2 separate regions of the Sus scrofa genome follow, and region 2 is linked to region 1. Evidence: chromatin contacts called from public Hi-C data. All regions are on one chromosome and are shown on one strand. Each heading gives the region's core, a stretch centred on a gene start, on an enhancer-like site or on the middle of the called end of the contact. The rest is flanking DNA. Distances are from core to core; before and after follow the strand shown. Region 1 overlaps LCLAT1 (lysocardiolipin acyltransferase 1). Region 2 has its middle 98 kb from the start of LCLAT1.

What was found. Hi-C and Micro-C count contacts between places; a contact is called where the count stands out from the background.
Region 2: a Hi-C map of fetal heart ventricle shows a contact between it and region 1, with 1.7 times the contacts expected there. The contact joins two enhancer-like sites. A contact is called at or near these places in 2 of 47 Hi-C or Micro-C datasets (fetal heart ventricle and heart right ventricle).

Annotation. Positions count from the first base shown.
Region 1 is chr3:108,717,682-108,725,494 of Sscrofa11.1, forward strand. The region is part of intron 4 of LCLAT1 (lysocardiolipin acyltransferase 1); the gene reads right to left. Among named protein-coding and RNA genes, the nearest start is that of LCLAT1, 92 kb to the right of the region's middle. Within about 2 kb of position 4,495, at least 3 of the 83 cell types and tissues checked have an H3K27ac peak or open chromatin away from gene starts, as enhancers often do.
Region 2 is chr3:108,907,631-108,915,443 of Sscrofa11.1, forward strand. No RefSeq gene overlaps it. Among named protein-coding and RNA genes, the nearest start is that of LCLAT1, 98 kb to the left of the region's middle. Within about 2 kb of position 3,446, at least 22 of the 83 cell types and tissues checked have an H3K27ac peak or open chromatin away from gene starts, as enhancers often do.

The DNA of each region.
Region 1 (7,813 bases), core at 3,245-5,744:
CTTCCCAGAGGGGTCTCCTCTGCAAATGACCACAGTGTGACATCCTGTTACTTCACATGGCCTGCTGACTGCTTCATCAACCGCCTCCCCCTGCTGACCCAGACATGCTGCTTAGGCTCCTCCAACCATGTCTAGACCTTTAGGAATCTTAGCCTGACTAGGTCTGAGATCCCTCCACTTCTAGTTCTGACTCCAAAGGACCTTCTTTCAGCTTCCGCCCTACTGACTCAGTTCCCACCACCATTTTCAAATGGAGAATAGTTCACATGGGGCAGAGGAGGGAGCTGGGGAAGAAAGGGAAGAGTCAGCAACTCTCAGGAAGCTGGTAACTGAAGGGCTCGGGCAGGAAGTGGGAGTTCAGAAGGTTCGGGACACTGGACTGCCTTTCCTCCCCCCATGGCCCGCCTGCCCTCCCCCCCTCAGCTGAGAATGTGCGTGCACACAAACACACATTCTCACCCTGCCCTGGGATTTCCAGAAACTGGAGCTAAATTATCATCAGAACACATCATTTAGTTTGCTTCACAATGGGCTTTCTTTATATCACAAAAAAGGACAGTATTTTCAGGGGTTTTTGTTTGTTTTGGCGGCAGTAAATTAGAATATATGCTTTGGCTTCATATAATTAATTCAGGTAGCTCACATGCAGACAGCAATGTAAACTTTCTCATACACACATAGTGGAGAAGAGGAAGGGCTAAAAGGACAAAAAATAAAAATAAAAAGCTGGACAAAAGGGTCAGAAGAAAAGGTTATAAGAGCAAGTGGTGAGGCCAGACTTTAATAAGGGAGGAACGCTGGGGGAAAGATGATTAAGAAAGAAGAAAAAAGACCACAAAATTTCAGTTAATATTAATATCTATGAAACATCCCTCACTGAAAAATAAAGAGGAAAAGTAGAAGGAAGCAGTAAAGAGGCAATAATGGTCAAGTCCATGGAGTTAAGAAAAAAACCCAAAAACCAAAAACCACATTCATGTCCACGGAGGCCCTCATTTCGGACTACTTGTTTCCATTAATGCTGAACTGCTGGTAAAACAGAAAATGCACATTAAGTGTGGTGAACCAACTAACTAGGATAAAAAATTGATTCCCAAACCAAAGGAACGTAATATATAACGTTACGGTCAATATTTTAGTATAAAACAGCATCAGTCTACTGTTTTCACTGACAGACTGTTACAGCAACTGCGATACTCTTAACTTTAGCAGCGTGACATCAGACCTAGGTTTACAGAAATATTCAAACAGCGAGGTCTTAAATACCTGAGAAACTGTGAATATAAAGATGATCTTAATGTTCCTAATGCTCTGGTGTTAAAAACAATTTCAACCAGACCTTGATACACAAGTGGATAAATCATATTAAATTAAATCAGCCTGTATTTGGGGAGCTATCTTAATCAGAAAGGGATTTAATGAAAAGCCTTAGCATAGATGAATTCTCCAATTATTACAGGCAAATATTTGTCCACAAAGAAGAATTTGTTTCAGAATTAGTCAGAGACCAGGAGAAGCCAGAGCCACCAATTCAATAATGGAATGCCTAATTAAATGATAATGAATCCTAATTATAATATATTGCTTTTCCCTGCACATGATTTATTTACCGCAACTGTTTTTCACTTGGTTCATTAAAGAAAACTAAGCAAAATGCAATTACTAAGAATAAAAAGAGAAAAAATAGGTAAATTAAAACTTTTTTTAAATAGGGAGAAAGATGTAACAAAAAGTCTAATGATGGGGCAGGGGCAGGGGGGAGTCCTGTTGCAAAAGATATGGCTATATTCAATTATTTAGAACTGTCTCTAGAAATTGGATGCCTATTCTACACCCTTTAAGTCAGTCATTGCAATTCAATTAAGACAGACAGACAAATGAGAGGTACAGATGAAAAATGCGGTAAGTGCTCAGAAAATCATGGTGACAAAGATGATGGCAGATGTGTGCTAGCTACAGCTGGACAATGCCAAATGTTGGCAGGAGTGAGAGGATACAGGTACCCTCATGACTGCCCGAGCAAGTCTAGAGGGGAGTAGCCATTTTGGAGTTAATCAAATTAATTAAGGTTACCTGATCCTGGGACTCGGCAATTCTACCGCTGGACATATATCCTAAAGGAATTCTCACATGGGTACAAAAGAGAACATCGGAGTTCCCGTCGTGGCACAGAGGAAAGGAATCTGACTAGGAACCATGAGGTTGCAGGTTCGACCCCTGGGCTCACTCAGTGGGTTAAGGATCCCGCGTTGCCGTGAGCTGTGATGTAGGTCACAGTCGTGGCTCGGATCTGGCGTTGCTGTGGCTCTTGTAGGCTGGCAGCTATAGCTCCAATTAGACCCCTGGCCTGGGAACCTCCATATGCTGTGGGTGTGGCCCTAAAAAAAAAAAAAAAAAAGGAGAACATCTGTAAGATATTAACTGCAGTGCCTTTGTGATGGTGAGAGTTAGATGGTAGAAAAGTCTCCTTTTCGACCTTGGATATCTATCTTAGGGACTCTCAATAACTGAGTTGTGGAAGGGATATACCACGGAGAAGGCAGTAGTGAGTGGCCAAGGATTAGATATATGCATAACAACATGATGACAGGTTAAAATTACAATAGAGTTATCACAGTTCAGGCATACAAAAATGAATCGGGCAGCCATTGAGGATCTGGTCTCAGATATGTCTGAGAACTGGAACTTTCTTTGAACTATACCAGACCCAAGAATACCACCAGCCATATTCAGTCCTACACCTGCCAGCTGCACCATTGTGGTCTCAAGGTCTCTCCCTGTAACTATGCAACCACTTCGGATCCCAACCAACCCTTACTTAACAAGCACCCTTGCTTCTTGCCAGCTCCAATTGTAATTCTTGATAAACAACTCATGTAACTAGCTGTAACCCTGCAGTTTTTACCCTTATAAACCTCCCCCATTTTGTAGTCTGGCAGAACACAATTCAAGTGCGTCCTGAATGCATGTTTCCTGAACTGCGGTCCTAATAAACCCCACACGAACACCATCTTATTTTAATCAAGTCTCCTTTTCTAAAACTTGGGTTAACAAAGAAGAATTATTTTAAAAGCAAAATGCAAAGTGAAAAAGCAAGAAACAATGAGATATCTAATAGGCCCATTTGTGTAAACTTAAAAATAATGGACTATAAAATATCACAAAAACTTTACAGGAACACATAGAAGCAAAAAAATACAAGTATATCAGAATGCCTATGCAAGGAGGAAGAAATGGAACTAGGGTACAGGGAAAAGTGGAATAAATAAAAAATAATAAGAGAAGGTTTGCCCCAAACCAATGACAATGTCTTGTAAACTGAGGAGTATGATTAACTCAATCCTCTGGATCCCAGGTATTCATTAAGTAATAAGTGCTCTTAAATAATTAACAGACATGAGAAAACACAAATCAGGCCCTTTAAAAATAATTGCTGCTCCCCCTACTGTTAAACCTAAATTAGCTATCCTACCTTTTCAAATAATAGCACATTTAGAAGGGAAGAGCTAACAAAATTTTTGAGGCAGGATTTAAAGCTCAATCATGGAACATCACAATTTTAACACATCGTGGGATGGGGAGGAGAGGAGATGGTGCGTCTTGGACAGTAATACCTAATTTAAACTGGAAAACCACAAATTCTGATGGTGAGACTATCTAGATCTCTGGTTTTTATGTGCATCATTTTAGTTTTGGGTTGTGGATCAACTGAAACCTGGCAAAATATTTTACAATTTAGAAACAGCTTTGCCGTGACAGCTCATGTGTGACCTTTAATTTTCACATATGAATCTACAACAGACCTTTACTGAAGCCATCTTCACCTGCAAAGGATTTATATCCAGGTCTATTCTCTTCATTTTCTTTTTAAAATTTTTACTTTGCAACATTTTTATAAACCTGAAATTATTCAAAGTACCAAAATGACTTCTAGTCCGCTTCACCCAGCTTCCCCAAATGTTAAGGTCTTACAATGACAGTACAACTAAATACACCAGGAGATTAACACTGATGCTTTACTATTAGCTAATCTATTGATCAAATTTTATCCAACTGTGCCAATCCTTTTTCTGGTTCAGGATCCAATCTAGGAACCAATGTTGACAGTTATTTTCTGGAAGGTCACTCAATTTGGATTGTCTGATGTTTCCTTGTGATTAAATCCTAGTTATACTTTTGGCATAAGTACTTCAGAAGTGATAATGTGCCCTTCTCAGTGAACCACGTCAGCATCCAGTACCTTATTTTAATACAAACTGACGCAACATGGATGGGCAACATTCACTTCCTATGCACACATCACTGTGGTTTGTGTTCCCACAACATTCACAGGTTATTGTTTTATTTTCTCCCAGTCATCTGTTCTTTTTGTTTGTTTTTAGCTTTTGTTTTTGCCATGGGGTGCAGTGGCTTGATGTGGGATCTCAGTCCTGAGACTAGGGAATGAACCTGGGCTGCAGTGCTGAAACTGCCAAACCCTACCCACTTAGACCACCGGGGAACTCCCTCTCCCAGGCATCTGAACTCTGGGATTTGATGACAATGTATACATTGTCTCCATTCTCTAAATTCCACAGCTCTAACTTCTCTTACAGCATTAACCATTCTTCTAGTTTATACGAAGTGTTTCTGTCAACATCATATTTCTTAGATTACATCATATACTCCTCTAGGCAGGCTACATGTCCTTCTCTGTATTCTCCATTGCTTTGGCACACTATTCATACAAATATCTGTTAGAGAAATGATTCCTCTGTGTTATGAAGATGTGTTATGAAGACGAAGAAGAAAAAACAAACACACTAAATGCCAAACAGTACTTTCTCACATAATAACCTCATGAGGTAGGTATGGAGATCCAGGTTAAGGAAATGTGTACAAGGTTACAAAGCCAGTAAGAGACAATGTGATAGTTTTATTTATTTACTTATTTTTTTCAATGTGACAGTTTTAACATAGGTCAATCTGATTCTAAAGCCCTGGGGTTAGTATCAAGAATTTAATATAGGGAGACAGTTCAGGATTTCTCATTTTCAGTTGGGTAAACTGAAGATCAGAGAGATTAAGTAATTTTTCAAAGAGGCTTAGTGTTGGCTGAATAAAAGGACTAAATTTAGAGGCCAGGTTTCCTGCCTCCCAGCTTCAGTTAGCTCTTTCCATTGCATAAAAGGAGTGTAGCACAGGTCCTCAAAATGTATTTTGGTATTCTTAATAAGCACCATTTTTAAAAGTTAAAATCTGGAAGAATATAATTGGTCTTTACATTATCTTCCTAAAAGTCTCTCAAAAAGTTAGGTTTGGCAGCAAAAGCCTTTTAAATAAACTTAAATATCTTAATTTTATTACACTGCAAATATAACTAAAATTCTTTCCATTTCTGAAACATATTACCAACCAAACATCAATTAATCGACATTTACCCACAGCAGAAGCAGCACGCTGTTCTAATTGAGAACGTGTTCAATGGGAAAGGCTATGGTATATTTTCTCGCATGTATTTCTGAACTGGAAACGCTTTCCATTACTCTTCTAGGTATGGTTATGAATACCTAATTCTACACCAGAGAATTAGGGACTTGCATGGGAACTTTTAAATGGTTCCTTCATTGACCTGTAATAAAGTGAAAAACAGTACATGGTCTATCACATTCCTAGAGCAAACTAGCTTATCTTTTATTCCAGTGACTGTACATTGCCTGGAGTAAATCTGCTACCTAATATAAAAAACCTCATTTTTAGTAAAATATCTCATATCCAGCCTGACAAGGAAAACTAAAGGTTTATAAGTGAGTAAGATGGCCATATAAATGAGTATTCTCTTGTGGTTCATTCATCTCTGTCTATAGTTTTATCTCTGAGGTGGTGCTACTATCCATTATTCTCACGGAAACCCATTAGTGACTCTTGGGGCAACACTGCCTTTTCTCTCTAAAGGAATAGGAATACTCTGTTACACCTGGCTCATCTTGAGTTACGGTATGACTTTGGGTCTCTCTGACTTGACTCTCTTCAAGTCTCTCTCTAGATTTGGCCTCCACCTTTCTTAATCATAGGTATATATACAAAAACACTGCCCACATTGAGGAAGTTAGCAAAGGCAACTTGATAGCAAAATACATTCAATAAGACTCACACAGAAACACTAGCTTGCTCATTTTAAATTAAGGCTAAACTTACATCTCAGTGTATCTTTCACTCAAAAAAAAAAAAAAAATCAGCCCAATCAACTTAAGCTATGTGTCCCATATGCTGCTATAGATGAAGCTTATTAGAGCTCGCTTAACTCTGTGTCTTGCGGGGTGGGGGTGGGTATCCTGGACTTAAGTTCCAAAGTCAACGTTGGTTTCAAAGCTGAACTAAGCTGTTCCTGCTCTTGGGGAGACATCCCAGAGGAGACATCATTCCTGATCCTACTAGTGTCTACAATGGCTTAAAAGTAGTCATATTATCAGCTCTAGACCCCCGTGAATATACTGAAAAAAGAACCCATGACATATGTCCCAGTCATCTGGGGCCGTCAGTGATAATGGCAGCAGACTGGCCAGAAAATTGGATGCTCACGTTTCTTACTGGATCTGAATTACAAGCTCAGTTGTATATGATCCTCAGTCACACAGCTGAGAAAAGAGCTGCATGAGTTACTTATCCAAGAAACACAAAGTGGAACGCCACTGCTATTTTAAAAAGTCACTGCAGCAGATCTATTTATAGCCAACAAGCAGCTATAAGTCTATAAGTCCTGGGGTGATGACTTGAGCTACTTTCTATTTTATGAAGCAAAAGAACAGAGTAATTTCAGGACCCTCTGGGAATTATGTTCATTTCAATAAAAACTTCAAATGACTTGGAAAGCCTTGATCAAATTAATCCCTATCCTCTAATTGCCTAAAGAGGAGTAACAGAAGTCTCTGCATGGTGGCCATGGTGGAGGCTGAGGGTACACGACAGAGGAAAAACTCTAATCTCACTGGGTCATTGACGAGACTCGTGGGTATGCTTGGGCTGAGAATTACTTAATTCTATTCAGCTGGTCTAGAACAAGACAAATTTTTGGCGTTCATCAAAAGGAACAGATGAACAATGGTTTTCTACATTAAATCTTTGTTGGCCACCCTGCAGAACATTTCTAGCTTGACGAGTATATAAAAATGGTGGCACTGATGAATAGAAATGGAGAAGTTGAGGAGAAAGTGAGAAGTTTGGTATTAGAAATTTTATACATGTGGTGATAGAGACATATCTAAAAACAATGTCTCTGCTTATTGGCGATCCAGGTAGGTCAGACCTGGGGAGACAGGTCAATCAGAAGCATACATTTGCGGATCATTAGCAAACAGATGATGGTGGCAGTCACAGCACTGAGAGATACTATACTGAGAAGAGAGCTGTCTGCAAAGGACAAAACTTTGGGAAATGGTCTTTCCACTGGAAATCAGAAAAGGAAAGGAAGCCAGTAAAGGAGACCCAAAAGGAGAAAATGGCTGTGAGGAAAATCAGCAAGATGTAAAGGTAATAGCACACGTGTGTAAAGGAAAGTGCAGGATACAAGGGACCAGGCCTTAAAGCACTGCCACCTGCATTTCTGTAGAGCAATCACTCTGACGACAGGTTTGGGTCACTGAGTGGAAGGAAGAGCCTTGGTTTTGCCAGGGCAGCAGCAGCCTCTTGGTTATCTTTTTTCCTTTTTTTTTTATGGCCACATCTGCAGCATATGGAGGTTCCCAGGCCAGGGAGTGAATTCGAGCCACAGCTGTGGCAACGCTAGATCCTTTAATTCACTGCAGTGGGTTGGGGATCGAACCCACATCTCCTC
Region 2 (7,813 bases), core at 2,196-4,695, 190 kb after region 1:
GGTGGAAAGTTCTAATCTGTCGGAACACCTTCAGCAGAGCAAGAAGACAGAATTGGAACACTGAGTTCTGATGTGATACAATTACTTCACAGATACTATCTGGTACTAATCTCTCCCAAGAACCCAAGTGATGGCATCAGAGGGAAAGGAGTACATAGAAAAAGGCAGGGTGGAACTCTTGCTGATTTCAGGTGTGGAAAACAAAAGCATCAAGCACTGCTTCTGAAAATGCAACCAGAGAGGAGAGTGAATGAAAATAACCTAGGAATTTCTCCATTATCTGCACTAATATGTAAATAACCAAACAGTTCTCTCCTGTTTCATCAGATTTTGAAGCAGACAAAAACAACTCCCCCCCTCCAATCCTATCAGAGAGAATCTGACAAGAGACACAGCACTGAACATAAACAAAAGCATTTCTACAAGTGATAAAGAGATGAAGGACTCAGATAACATGTGCAGTGCAGGAGTGTTCTCTGCGTAAAATAGACAGCTCTGGATCTAGATAAAGAAGGCAGAGTGGTTATTGCCTGGGCTCGGCTATCAAGATAAAGGCTGGTGGGGACATAGGGAAATTGCAAGCAAAACAGTGTAGCTCCTGGAGGGTCCTTGCCAGAAAGACAGGAGCTCAGAAATGCAATAACCTTGTGACTTACATATCAGAGCCTGAGATGACAGTGGCTTCAAAGGTTGGGTCTGAGGGGCAAGAGGAAAATTGGCACCAGCTGAATGTCAACTGGCCTAAGGGCAGGAAATAAAGGGGAGCAATAAAACCAAATGTTTCAAGGTAGGAAGAGACTGTTGGTGATGAACTGCCGGAAAGAGGCTGGGCAGAGCAATTGTTTGTTACTTTTGGATGCGGGCAACCAATGTCTTATATCCAAGTTTCATAGTAATAAGAAAGGCAAAGCAGTAATAAAGGACAAAACAATCAAATTAAAAAAGATTTCTTTTGTATAGTTACTACAGTTGGCAAAGGCAGATGTGGTGCACGGCAAAGGAACAGAGACCAAGGTGATGGAATAACGGGGGGGGGGGGGAGGATCTGTGAACCAAATAGGAAATCCAGTTACACGAAGCAGAATGAAGAAAGACAAGAGGTTAGAATGAGTCGTTTGAACAGGGGATCAGAAAATTTTGTAAGACATTGGAAAATTGGAAGCATTCTGGGGTCTTGATTCTTCTCCTGAAAAGAACCCTATTGTTCTTTATCACTATGTCTGCGAACACAGGTGGGGGCCCATAAGCCAGGGAGGACTCAGAGGACTCAATGACAGCTTTCCCAAATGCCACAGAGGACCTCAGCTTCTGAGATCCCAAAGCTTGGCAGTTCCCACGCAAGGGCACTGAGGAATTACTGAGCAGCCATCCTCGGTGCATAATTTAAAAAGTGGCCTTTTGAGTTCCTGGAAATTGAACCTGTGAGATTTCACACAGTCTTGAACCCTGTCTTCATCTGACTTAGTGTTTTCCAGATTCTGATCTTCATGTCCTCTTCATTTAGGTCTGGACCCCTGGCTAGATGCTGGATGTGGCTTTCCTTCATCAAGCCTAGACCCCATATTTCTAAGCCTGCCTTCCAGATTCAGCTCTCAGTCGACTCATGGGTGTCCCATTCCAGGGTCATCAGTTCAGCATCTCCATCACCAATAAATATTTCCTGGATGACCACAGAAGACAAGGATATAGGATTGAGAAAAAATATATTTGCAAACAGATACTGCTTCCACGTTTCACATAGAATCACGAACCTCCTCCTCCTTTTGTCATCATCATCTTCCCCACCATCAACACCATCCAAACAGATATGGATCGCTTATGATTCAGCTGGGCTAAGAGCTTCAAATTTGATATATCATGTAAGCTTTATCTCAAGTCTATGAAGAGAGCTCTGTTATCATCCCCATTGCACAGATGAGGAAATTGAGGTTTAGCTTGCTCAAGACTAAGCATCTGGGGAGTGGCAGATCTGACAATCATATCAAGAGCATGTACCTTATCCATTAGACTCACTACTGCTCATAATTTTCTACTTCTCCATATCATCTTACTTTTCGTAGCCCCCCCCAAAAAAGTTATAAATTCCCCTACAGGTTTGGGCTAGGTATACAGTAAGTGCTCACCAAATGTTCAATTGGATTGAAACAAAGGAGCCCTGAGCTCATGGGTGCTCACAGTTGCATGAAGAATCCATGGGCCCCACAGATCCTGCTTTTGAGGTTTTATCTTGGTCACTTGTTCATCAGTTTGTGTCGTTTAATCAGCCGGCCAACCTTGTGTTGTGTGCACTAACACTTTTGAAGCCTCAAGCCCTGGCCCACTGTGACCCAGGGAGGGGAGAAGCCCAGGGTAAATTGCATTATTGGCAACTCTACTTTGCCCACAGCTGGAGAGAGAACGCTGAGGCTAGGATCCTAGGAGGCTGCCAGCTTGACTCGGTGTCTTGGCATCCTTAGTGATTGTCGTGGAAAAGCTGAATCCAGAATGAACATCTGCCCAGGCTCGTCAGAGAGGAAACAGCTTTTGGTTAGCTAATTAATCGCTTTTTCATCTGCATCAGATGATTCCCTTTTAGCATGGTGGGTTGAACACAGGGGCCTCAGAGCCTGGAGTCCCTCTTTTTACCTTTCTTAGGTAGTGCTTGTAGGTCGTTGTACCTCCTAGTACAGATGCCATCCTGCATGACTGGGGCTATTAGAAGAAGAGGACCTCACATCTGTGTGGGCTAACTCAGGGATTGGCTTATTCTTCCTTAAAGGCATGGGCATCAGACCTGGAGGCCTTTCTAGTCCATGAGTTTGGGGACTGGGACCCATATGTGCCTCTCACTATCCTCAGATGATCCCACCTGTGATGTCGCAGTGTTCTTCATGCTTGTGAGGGAGACTTAATATCGGGGCTGACTGCATAATTTGTGGGGTCTCTTGTTCAGAGAGTAGGAAAAAGTGCTGTGAGAGATACACACTAATAGTTTTTCCTTTGTTTCCTGCAGCCTCCCTCCCTCTTGACTTGTCATGGCACTGTTTATGTACTGTTTAATGGCATTCCAAGAAAATAGTCATTTAAAAATTATCTGCGTGAACTTTACCATTCATCTTTATATTGTGCAATGCCTCTTTGAAGTACAAGGGCATTTAACTCTCATGTGTCATCATGAAATTACATGATGCCTATTTCAGAGCTCATCCTATTTAGTTTTTTCTAGTCGGGTGGAAATGCTACATAAAGCTCATTCAATTGTTTCAACTTCATTTCTTGATACAGGACATTTTACCAACACTCTGTCCTCAGCTTACTGAAAAAAGGACTGCTGGTTGCTCTATGAGTCGCTGTCCTTCTATGTCAACGAGTGTGTGCGCGTGCGTGTGTGTATAGAGTATGGACAGTCCCCAGAGGCCACCCCAGAACTTGCTTTGAATGCAGAAATAAGGCACGGGTGTTCTCTAGAAACACAAATGCCATCACATCCTTTCCTACTCATGTTACTTCCCTGCACTATATTAAGATTGGGTTGGAATGTGCCTTTCTAGAAGCATCGTATATTTTTTAAAAACCCACAAAACCTTTGACCCTTTTTCCACTTTGTCTTTTCCATTATGCTTCCTCACAAAAGAGGTCTCTATAGGCCTTGCAGATGTTCACTAGAAAATCTTAGACCCAGAATATACACTCACTCCCATGGCCCAGTGGTATAGGAATTACATAATTCTTGATTAAAAATAACGTGTGTTTGCCTTTGCAACATCACTGGAGTTTTCTGGAGGATGTGTGCCCTTGTGTGTGGGTGGCGAGTGTGTGTTGTGTCTCGGTGAGGTTTAGATGGCGTGGGCGACATTTGTTCGTGTGTGTGTGTGTGTGTGTGTGTGTGTGTGTGGTTTTTGTGGCACATGTTTTGTGTGTCTGTGAGATTTGTACGTGGGGTTTGTGGTGTGTTTATCTATGTGTGCCATGTGAAATGAATATTAGTTTAAGTTTTCTCAGCAAACTTTTCCTCTGGGCTGGAGAGCGCAGATCTTTTGCTTTCCCCTGAAACGCCAGTCTGTTCTCATGTTCTTCTAAGTAAAATAACAGGCAGTTTTCTGACATTCACAAACAAAACCCAGTGGTTTTTATCTGAGTCAAGTGCTCCCTGGGGCTTTGTTTTTTTTTCCCTCCTCCTTCCTGTAAATCCATTTTATGCGTTGGAGTTAGAAGATGACATCTTGTTACATCATGTTAGACAGCACCATAATTTTTTCCAGCAAACCATTTCCAATCTGGTGAAGCAGACAGAACTGAACAAAGACAGACAACCCAGCATAAATAAAGGATCAGCTCACGGCCTCCTGCGGGACGGACTCAGGGAGCCTTGTCCCCAAATCCCAGGCCAACTTGCCGTTTTACGTTTTAACGCTTAAGACTGGAAGGGAGAAATCTATCCAGGCACACAGCCCTCCCCGTGACAGTGTGCAGCCTCCCTCTGCAGGAGATGAGGGTGCCCAGTGGGGGAGGGGTGCACATACGGGGGAGGGAGCAACCAGCAAAACCGAAGGCTTTGCCTGAGGTCCTGTCCGTACCATGCACAGGTCAGGCCAATCTTTTGCTTTCCAGCCGCAGCTGCTATTTATAAGCCCGTCTATTTGCCATTCTGCCTCTGACCCCTGCGGTCAGCTCAAGACCTGTGTTTAAAAAGAGCTGTTCTGTGCTCAAGTTCAAGCCCACCACGGCAGCTTTCCTCCACAGTCTGAGATCTGAAACTCTGTGATGAGGGCTCCCCAAGTGCCCTCCCCACAGACCCACATGCCATGTATCAGATTGGGTGTCTGGCTTCCCTCACCCCTTGTGATGGGTTGGTACCGGCAGCCTGTGCTGTGGCCAGAATTAGTTCTGGGTGGGGAGTGGTGCTGTGTCTCTCCCATCTTATTATGGGTGATCTGCCAGAATGTTCTTTCCAAACATCTCATCATACTGACTGGCTCGAAAGCTGTATGGCCTAGGTAACTATGGCCCCAAACAGAGATCTACAAAACCTATTAGAAAAAAAATAAAAGATGACAGGATTTAGAACCAGATGATCTAGGTCAAGCCGCAGTTCTAAGCTGTGTGAGGCTGGGCAAATAGTTAAATTCTCTGAGCTTCCTCTTCTTTTACTCAAAGAGAGTGCCTGCCTGCCAGGGATGCTGTAAGCACTAAAATGAAACCATGCATGTGTGCAAGAAGTCTGGAAACTTCTCGACTCTCGTATTCATTATTTCAACTTCTCACACTTTTTTTTTTTTTTTTTTTTTTTTTTTCCCTTAGGGCCCCACCTGTGGCATAGGGATGTTCCCAGGTTGGGGGTCAGATCAGATCTACAGCTTCCAGCTTCCAGCACAGCCACAGCAATGCCAGATCTGAAGCATGTCTGCGACTACACCACAGCTCATGGTAATGCCAGATCCCTGACCCACTGAGCGAGGCCAAGGATCAAACCTACATCCTCATGGATACTAGGCAGTTTCGTTTCCCTGAGCCACAGCAGGAACTCCTCAACTTCGCACTTTTCAAAAGGAACATGGCGAGGAATGAAGGCAGGAAGGAACCGAGGTGTTCTGGAGACAACAGAGAAGACACCCAGGTGTGACTCAATCACCCAGCAAAGAGGGGTACGAATTAATTTTTTGTTTTTTGTTTTTTTTTTGTTTTTTGCTTTTTTAGGGCCACACTCACAGCATGTGAATGTTCCCAGGCTAGGGGTTGAATTGGAGCTACAGCTGCCAGCCTCTGCCACAGGCACAGCAACACCAGATCCAAGCAGTCTGTGACCTACACCACAGCCCATGGCAACGCCGGATCCTTAACCTACTGAGCGAGGCCAGAGACTGAAACTGTGTCCTCGTGGATACTCCTCAGGTTGGTTACCACTGAGCCATGACGGGATCGTCAAGAATTATTGTTTTTTTAATTAAAAAAATATTCTGGATGAAAATGTAGGATGGTATAAGTATAGACTATAAATTTAATACAAGTCAATAAAGATTAATTGAACACATGCTACATGGCAGTCAATATTGTTGACACCAGAGATACTAAGAAAAATAGACAAATAATTAAAAGAGGGTGATATTTATCATGAAATTGGGAAAAAAGATCAATACAGAAGAGAATCCAGAACTCAAGCTCATCAGTTTGCTATGTGATAAATAAAAGAATAGGAAAAGATTCCCTCAGTGAGAATTACTGGTCATAAATTTGGAAAATGACTTATTTAGAAGAATACTTTATATTGCATCATAAAGGAAACTCCAGTTGGGCAAGAATTACATGTAAATAGGCAAATTATAGGGCAAAACCACCAAAAAATCAGTATAAAGGCTTTACAGATTTTGAAGCAATAAAGGAAACCATCAAGACTTGACAGGCACAGATAAATAGTTTAAGAGCTTTAAAACAATGGAAGATGTTAACTCCAATGTAACATGCCAAGAGAAGGCTGGAGAATTTTTTTTTTGGGGGGGGCACCTTTTTTAAGGGCCACATCTGTGGCACATGGAAGTTACCAGGCTAGGGGCCGAATCAGAGCTGTAGCTGCCGGCCTACACCACAGCCACACCAACAGTGGGATCTGAGACACATCTATGACCTAAACCACAGTTCATGCAAGGCTGGATCCTTAACCCACCGATCGAGACTATGGATCAAACCTGCATCCTCAAGGATACTAGTCAGATTCGTTACCACTGAGCCACAGTGGGAACTGCTGGGAACTGCTGGGGAAATATTTTTATCAAGCACGGCAAAGAATACATACTGATACTTTGTAAGTTACTCATTAGAAATATAAAACAAAATATTAAGATCTCAATCCATGAATGAATAAAGAAGATAAAAGCAAATATAGAAGAGAAACAATAGATTGCCTATAGACTGAAGGGAAAAAAGTTTACCTTTAGAATTAAATAAATGTAGGTTAAAGCAACATTGAAATATCAATTTACATTTTTAGATCAGGAGAGGTTAAACTAAAATGTAACATCCAGTGCTGTGACACTGTGAGTCCTACATGGTGAAGGAGGCTGGAGAACTCTACTTTACTGGTGGGGATCTGAATTGTTATAACCCATTCTGAAAGTAATATAGGACAAGGCATCTCAAAATCCACAAATATATTCCAACCCGGTGAACTAGATCATACCCTCCTATCAATTTATCCCAAAGAAAGAAATCAACAAGAAAAAGCTCTATGATTGATGTTATTTCATTTTTGTATAATAAACAAAATTGATAATAAATTGAAGTTTCACTGAAAGGATACAGTACAGAAAAATATGACTATGAAACCTAAGAATACTATGCAGGAATATAAATGTAGTATAACTTTTAAAAATGGTGTATCGTGAAGTTGTACTTGTACATCAACGATACTTCAATGACAAAAAATATATTGTGGGAGTTGCATTGTGGTCTAGGATTCTGCACTTTCACCACTGCAGCCTGGGTTCAATCCACGGTCTGGGAAGTGAGATCCCACGTTAAACTGCTGAATGCTGTGGCCAAAACAATTTTTTACGTTGTATAAAAAAGAATACTCTGCAGGTATTAAAATAACGATAATAAAAGTTGATGTATAGGAAATATTTATGATAAATGACAAAAATGAGAATATAAAATTTATCATTGTATCGATATAATGATTACAATTTATGTAGAAGGAATTTTCTGCTTTAAGAAAACATGCAGAAGTATGAATATATCTGAGTTAGGGTATCAAGTTGTTACTTTTTAGAATAAAAAAGAATGTTTCCTTAACTTTGTTATATTGATTTTTATTTTGGAAAAAAATATTAAAAAGAAC